Regions from separate parts of the Mus musculus genome. Here region 1 is linked to region 2. Evidence: chromatin contacts called from public promoter capture Hi-C data. All regions are on one chromosome and are shown on one strand. Each heading gives the region's core, a stretch centred on a gene start, on an enhancer-like site or on the middle of the called end of the contact. The rest is flanking DNA. Distances are from core to core; before and after follow the strand shown. Region 1 overlaps Zdhhc20 (zinc finger, DHHC domain containing 20). Region 2 has its middle 15 kb from the start of Lats2.

Evidence for each region. Capture Hi-C pulls out chosen DNA fragments and counts their contacts.
Region 1: a contact with region 2 is called in a promoter capture Hi-C map of adipose tissue. The contact joins two enhancer-like sites. A contact is called at or near these places in 3 of 39 promoter capture datasets (the C10 cell line, embryonic stem cells and stem cell-derived epiblast-like cells), 1 of 484 Hi-C or Micro-C datasets (epidermal suprabasal cells), 1 of 115 datasets of contacts at active chromatin or transcription factors (effector CD8 T cells) and 3 of 9 other capture datasets (adipose tissue, liver and pancreatic islet).

Annotation. Positions count from the first base shown.
Region 1 is chr14:57,880,122-57,883,468 of GRCm38.p6, forward strand. The region is part of intron 1 of Zdhhc20 (zinc finger, DHHC domain containing 20); the gene reads right to left. Among named protein-coding and RNA genes, the nearest start is that of Zdhhc20, 8.5 kb to the right of the region's middle. Within about 2 kb of position 1,875, at least 122 of the 459 cell types and tissues checked have an H3K27ac peak or open chromatin away from gene starts, as enhancers often do. A contact at or near this core is called in adipose tissue, where this site is marked.
Region 2 is chr14:57,759,052-57,762,587 of GRCm38.p6, forward strand. No RefSeq gene overlaps it. Among named protein-coding and RNA genes, the nearest start is that of Lats2, 15 kb to the left of the region's middle. Within about 2 kb of position 1,525, at least 58 of the 459 cell types and tissues checked have an H3K27ac peak or open chromatin away from gene starts, as enhancers often do. A contact at or near this core is called in adipose tissue, where this site is marked.

The sequences.
Region 1 (3,347 bases), core at 625-3,124, 120 kb after region 2:
AAGGTCCAGAGTTCAAATCCCAGCAACCACATGGTGGCTCACAACCATCCGTAACAAGATCTGACTCCCTCTTCTGGTGTGTCTGAAGACAGCTACAGTGTACTTACATATAATAAATAAATAAATCTTTAAAAAAAAAAAAAAAAACGCCTCCTTGATGGCTCAGAGGGTAGGAGCAGTGGCTGCTCTTCTAAGGGTTCAGGTCCCAGCATCCACATGGCAGCTCATAACCATCCATCACTGCAGTGCCAGGGGATTTGACACCCTCCTGGCACTGCATGCATGTGGTGCATAAACATACATGCAGACAAAACATCCATACACAACAGTATTTTCTCCTTGGTTTTGGTTAGTTTTATATTGATCTTATGAATCGATGTGGGGAAAACAGATATCTTCATACTACTATCTGAGATTCAATTAATATGCTATCTCCATTTTAGATTTCTATCCCACCAGTATACTTGCTAGATTCATTCCTAACCTTCTGTTTTTGATGTTATTAGAAAAAGTAGCACTAGAAATACAAATAAGTTTTACTGACCTTCTATCTTATCTTGCTAAATTCACAGTTTAGTTCTAGTGGCTTTTTTTTGAGAAGTCATTGGAATTTTCTAGTAAATGACAGTCTAGTATGTCAACAGGTCACATCCTTTTCTCTTGGTGATGAACTTCTACAGTTTATGTACTTTAAAATACTATTTTGTGTATGAGTGCTGTATTTGCAATATGTCTATAGACCACAGGCACAGCTCATGTCTTTGGAGGTCAGGAGTCAAAATCTTCTGGAGTTGGAAGTGTGCATGGTTGGAAGTGTGCATGGTTGGAAGTGTGCATGGTTGGAAGTGTGCATGGTTGGCTGTATTCATGTGGCTTCAAACTGGCTCTGAAGAGCATCAGTACTCTAAGTGGGGAGCCACCTCTCCAGCCCACTATGTATACTTTTTTTTGTTCCTGTTTAAAACAGTCTATCTAGTCTAGGACTAGATTGTCCTGGAACTCACTGTGTAAACCAGGCTGGCCTTGAACTCAGAAATCTTCCTTCTTCTGCCTCCCAGGTGCTGGGATTAAAGATCTGTACCACCATGCCTGGCCTGTGTATGCACTTTTTTTTTTTTTAATTTTATTTATATGAGTGCACTGTAGCTCTTTTCAGACATACCAGAAGAGGGCATCAGAACCTATTACAGGTAGTTGTGAGCCATGGTGTGGTTGCTGGGAGTTGAACTCAGGACCTCTGAAAGTTAGTGCTCTTAACCACTGAGCCACCTCTCCAGCCTGTATAAGCAACTTTAAAGATAAAATAGCTCAGAAGTCTACACTAATGTTTTTAATTATAACTGATGCCTACAGTTTCTGTTTTTCAGACAGGGTTCTCCAGTGGCCCAAGCTGACTTTGAACACTCTGCATGGCTGAGGATAAATACTGAAATTTGAGGTAAGCACTACCACATTCTGTTTAGAGTCCTAAGACTCAAACCCAGGGTTACATGCGCTCTAGGCAAGCACTTTACAAGCTGATCTCAAACCGTCACAAATGTAGCCAACAAGGCCTGCCCTTAACAGCCTTTACTTTATTATTACTATTACCAGGTATTTTTCCTCATTTACATTTCCAATGCTATCCCAAAGTCCCTATACCCCCCCCCCCACTCCTCCACCCACCCACTCCCACTTCTTGGCCCTGGCGTTCCCCTGTACTGAGGTGCCACCTATTTTCTGGGGAATGTAACAGGACAAAAAGGTGACGTACTGTGGGACAGAGCCAAGGGAACAACACTCTGTAAGTACAGCAGAGGTTCTGCAGTGACACAGCAGGGAACTCTGCAGGGAGCAGCTCAGCTCCAGCTCTCTCACTGCAGGCAGACTGTGCCAGGAAGGATGTGACCTTGGGTGAGGCAAGTCACACAGAAAGAGCTTGGCTGTAGCCTGCTGGCCACGCTTGCCACAGCTGAGCAGTCCTTCCTAGAAGGCAAATCTGCTCGGTGGAATTCAAGCCTACCAGAACACTGACAAAAAGGAAAATTGCACCTTTAACAGATGAAAAACCTGGCACACATCATCTCAAGTGGTGAACAGAGTTAAAAAGTGACACAGCATCATTTCTGTAGCACTCCTGCTCCAGGCTACTCTATCTAATCATAAGGAAACCAAACTGAAGGACATCCTACACAGCATGCCTGTGATTTTAAAAATGCCACAGTTACACTTCACTAAAGGCACTAAAGGACAGCTATAATTTGTGAGTCCCCCCTTTTTTATTTGCAGATTTGTGGCTCAAACCAAGGTTCTTATGCATCCTCACAACCAACTTTGTTCTATGAGATGGGAACTCACTATGTAGTAGAGACTGGCCTTGTACTCACTACATAACTCACAACTCAAAGAGCTCTTGAGCCACTACACAGAAGTTGGCCTTGAACTCACAATCCTGTCTCTGCCTGAGTGCTGAGACTGCAGGCATGAACTACCATGTCCATCTTTAATGTGTAACCCTGACTGGATGGTGAAGCAGGAGAAAGAACAAAGTTATGCTGTTTACAGAAATGGAGATAATCACATTATACAAATTAGCTAACACAGAATGACAAATGTTTTCTCTCATTTAAGGTTCAAACATAACAGCAGAAATGAACTGTCTGGGGACAAACGAGTATATGCTCAAATACAATACAAATGTACAAAAGCTTTGGCAAACATGTTAACATTTACAGTGAAGGCAAATGGCATGCACAGCTTACTCTCAAACACTCAGGAGACGATGACTAAAGGAAGCAGTGAGGGAGAAACAACATGCAGCAAATCTGGGTGAGGCCACAGGGAACTCTTTCCATTTATCCTTCACTAGTCAAAGTACAAGGCCAGTGGAACAAGTCTTGCAAAGCAGGCACTAGGCCTAGCTTCCACTACAGCGCCTCAGAAGCAAGACAGATTATAATCAAGGGAAACACAGGAAGGAAAATGAGATTTACCCACGTGTAATCAAACCCTGGAACAGTGAGGCACGGGTCTGCTTCTCTCTTACTGTGGTCTCTTACCAGTTGTCCCATCTTTTCCTCCATGATCTGAGGCACTACCTTTACCACATTCTAGATTTTTGTAAGGATTGTCTATTTCTAAATACCACATTCTGTTCCACTGCCAATATACTTCCCCATTAACTAGAATATATAATTAAAATATATATACTGTTTTAAATACCTAACAAAACTAAGAAAAAGCAAAGTTTGAACCTGCTGAAGATCAGGGTGTGTTAGTACACAATCTTGATCCCACTGCTCAGGAGATGGAGGCAGGTGGATCTCTGTGAGCTGAAAACGCCAGGTTGGTCTACAGATAAGTTCCAG
Region 2 (3,536 bases), core at 275-2,774:
TGATGCCCTCTTCTATATATACACACATACACACATTAAATATACACACATACATACACACACACACACACACACACACACACACACACATATATATAAAATTTCCTGCCACCCTCTTCAATAAGAGCCGCCCTGACCTTGGATGGAGGCATGTGGTATCTGACCTTTAGTCTGAGAGGCAGGCATGTCTAGAAGGATACCACCCATCCCAGCTTTGGAGCCAACACAACCAGTCAGTAGTGGAATGGTGACCAAAGTTCTTAGCTTCTAGGATGTTGTTTTTCTCATCTGTAAAGCAGAGATCCACAGCTGTCTCTAGTGTCAAGAGGTCAAGCTAGAAACCCCTGGTGGAGAGTAGGTGTTGAGTAAACCGTTCATCCAAGAGAAGCTTAGCATTGAGAGCTGAAAGAACATTCTAGAAGGGAGGTTAGAAACTTTCCGTGAATAGTCAGTCTTATGAATCAAATTATTAGCAGCAAGTTTGAAGGAGGAAATGGAATTGTACAGAAGGCGATGGCCCATGTGCTGCCAATTACAGCCCAGAGCTTCGTGTTCTTGGAAGTTATGAACACAGCCTCTAAAAAAGGGCAATTTTGGTGATTTTTAAGTAAGGCACAGTTACAACAAACATCCTGTAGCTTTTGAATAGTTTTTTTTTAAATAAGTCTATTACGCTATATTAAATCCTACAAGCTGTACATGCCAAGGAATGCTAAAGAATTTGGGGACTTTGAATGGAAGTTCCCGAGCCTTAGAAAGGAACACCACCAACTGAACGTCACGACTGCAGCTGGGGAGTTAATTTTAAACCATTTTTAGTCCTGACAAGTATTTTGTTTGGCAAGAGGAGAACCCTGTTGTGGAGGATCTGAAATTTGGGGTTCTGGTTCACGGATAACTAGTATGCAGAGATAGGAAACAGGACGCACAGGTTAGACTAGAAATACACAATGTGACCTGTTGGGAACCCATAACATTATGTCACTCCCTTCCTGCCTCCCTCCCTTCCTTTCCTTCTTACCCCCTCCTGTTCCTCCTTCCCTTCCTTCCGTTCCTCTCTCCCTCCCTCTCTTCCTCCCTCCTCCTTTTCCTCTTTCCTGCCTTTCCTTCTTCCTTCCCTCCTTCCTTCCCTCCCTCTCTCCTTTATTCTTTCCTTCCTTCCTTGATAGGTTTGTGTTTATATTATTGTATCGTTAGCTGAACTGATCAAAGACAAGCAAGTCCTCTGCTTGTCCTGTACTTTGCTAAGAGTCGTCCAGTCCAAGCCAGGCCTGATAATGTAGGCCTAGAATCTCTATAATGCTGAGGAGGTCAAAGCAGGAAGATTGTGAGTTCAAGGCCAGCTTAGGTTACATTAAAATGATCCACATGTGTGGGAACTCACACCTCAGGGTCCCTTTGGGCAGGAGTTCCCACAGCATGGTGTTTACAGAATGCTTCGGGCAGCACCCAACTTCTCCAGTGCACATGCTCACAGTATGTGTCATTGAAAAACTTGCAGAATGTCAGGAAATTGAGACTCTGGGTGAAGCAAACTGGTCGGATGATTGCAATTCCTTCCTTCTGAGAAGCCATTCCTCACACCACAAGGAATGCTGAGAGGAATTTGCCCTTTTTCTCCAGGAAACAGCCCTCCTATCTAATAGGCATCGTGGTCTGTGCCAAGTGGGCTGACTGAGGACACATGCCAGCATGAGGGGTAAGGCCCCCAGAATTCCCTGGCAGCTATTTGCAATGGATCATTCACTGAACGTTAATTTGCAATGAAGTCATTACCTACAAGTTGTCAAAAAATAGAGCAGACAAAACAGTGGTTGGTGCCCAGGCTCCCTTGAAACTAGGTTTCATATTTGAACCTGCCTTCCTGGGTCCACTGAGCAAATGAGAGCCACTGTGGCTATCTTCCTGGCAATGGCCAGAACCCTCTGCTGGTGCAAGACTTTGTTTCGGTAGGTGTTTAGTCATTTAGTCAGATCGGAGAGGACTGAATGTCAGCCAGAGGGATCCATTGAACTGGAACAGAGTGAATGGAATAAGCTGAAGAGGGGAGAGGGGGAGTCCCACACAGAAAAGAAATAATGACAGATGCTTTTTATAGAGCAACCCACCAAGAAGCTCAGAGCAAAATACAAACAAAGGTTCAAGTGCCCAGAAGGCATCGCACAGTAACTGAGGGCCCAGTTGGAACCTACAGCTTGAATGGAGCTACTGTGGAGAGAACGCCAGCAAGGAGCACAGACCTCATGCGGGGTCAGTGCTGGGACAGCTCAAGTCATTCAAACACAGGTCCAGAGGCCTGGAAACACATTTAAAAATCACACCCCCAAATTAGCCTCAGAGAACTATAATTTCACCCGAGTATCTAATTTCTATTGTGTTATCAGAAGCACCATCCACTTCACTGAACTGCATTGGATAAGTGTGAAGTACTGAGATTCCGTGACTGTGTAATTAACTGACATTTGGTTGAAGGCAACTCTAAACTACCGGGTGCTTGATGGCAATAGGACAAACGCTAAGAAAAGGCAGAGTGTATTCAACCTCTGGGGCTTGGCTTCACTGCTGTTTTCCTCCCACCCCCACCCCCACCCCCACCCTGAAGTTTTCTAATTGAATGGTAAATGCATACAACTTTAACATTTCTTTGTTTGTTTGTTTGGTTTGGTTTGGTTTGGTTTGGTTTGGTTTGGTTTTTTGAGACAGGGTTTCTCTGTGTAGCCCTGGCTGTCCTGGAACTCACTCTGTAGACCAGGCTGGCCTCAAACTCAGAAGTCCATCTGCCTCTGCCTCCCAAGTGCTGGGACTAAAGGTGTGGGCCACCACGCCTGGCAACTTTAACATTTCTAAGCAACCAAAATACACAGTTAAGATAAAACAACAGGGAATTGGGCATGGCAGTTGGGACGCCAGGGTTGAAGGATCAGGAGTTTGAGACCAGCCAGGCAATACTGGATTTTGTGAAAGTGGATTGTGTTTTCCCAAATCCAAGGTTTGGGTTGCAGAAGTACCAGGGAGGGAAAGACCTGGAGTGGCTCTCAGATAGGAGGAGAGAAGCCTTCTTTATTGTCTCAGGCTGGTCAGAGACGCTGTGTGCATTGATACGCAGACAGAGTGTTATGTAGAACGGGTGTTGCTGTGACTAGGCACCTGACAAAAGTGGCTAAGGAGGGAAGGACTTATGGCTCACAGTTGAAGAACACTCTACAGTGGTGGGAAGACATGATGACAGGAGGGAGACACTGGTCACAGTGAACCACAGCTGGGGATGCTGGTTCTCTGCTCCCTCTCTCGTTTTTTTTTTTTACGCCATCTAGGAACTCCAGGCCATGAGGGCACTGCCCACATTTAGGATGTGTTAGGGAACACTGCCCTTCAGGTGTGAGGACCAAGCTGAGCACCAGCTTCTGCACTAGCTCTAAGTTAGCAGGAAAGGAGCTGGTGATGGTGGAGGAAGGAGATGGAGGGCTAACTTACTCTTTCTTAGGGCTGGCAGGGAAAAGGTGATAGGCTATTTCTCCACTGCCAGTGAAATGAGC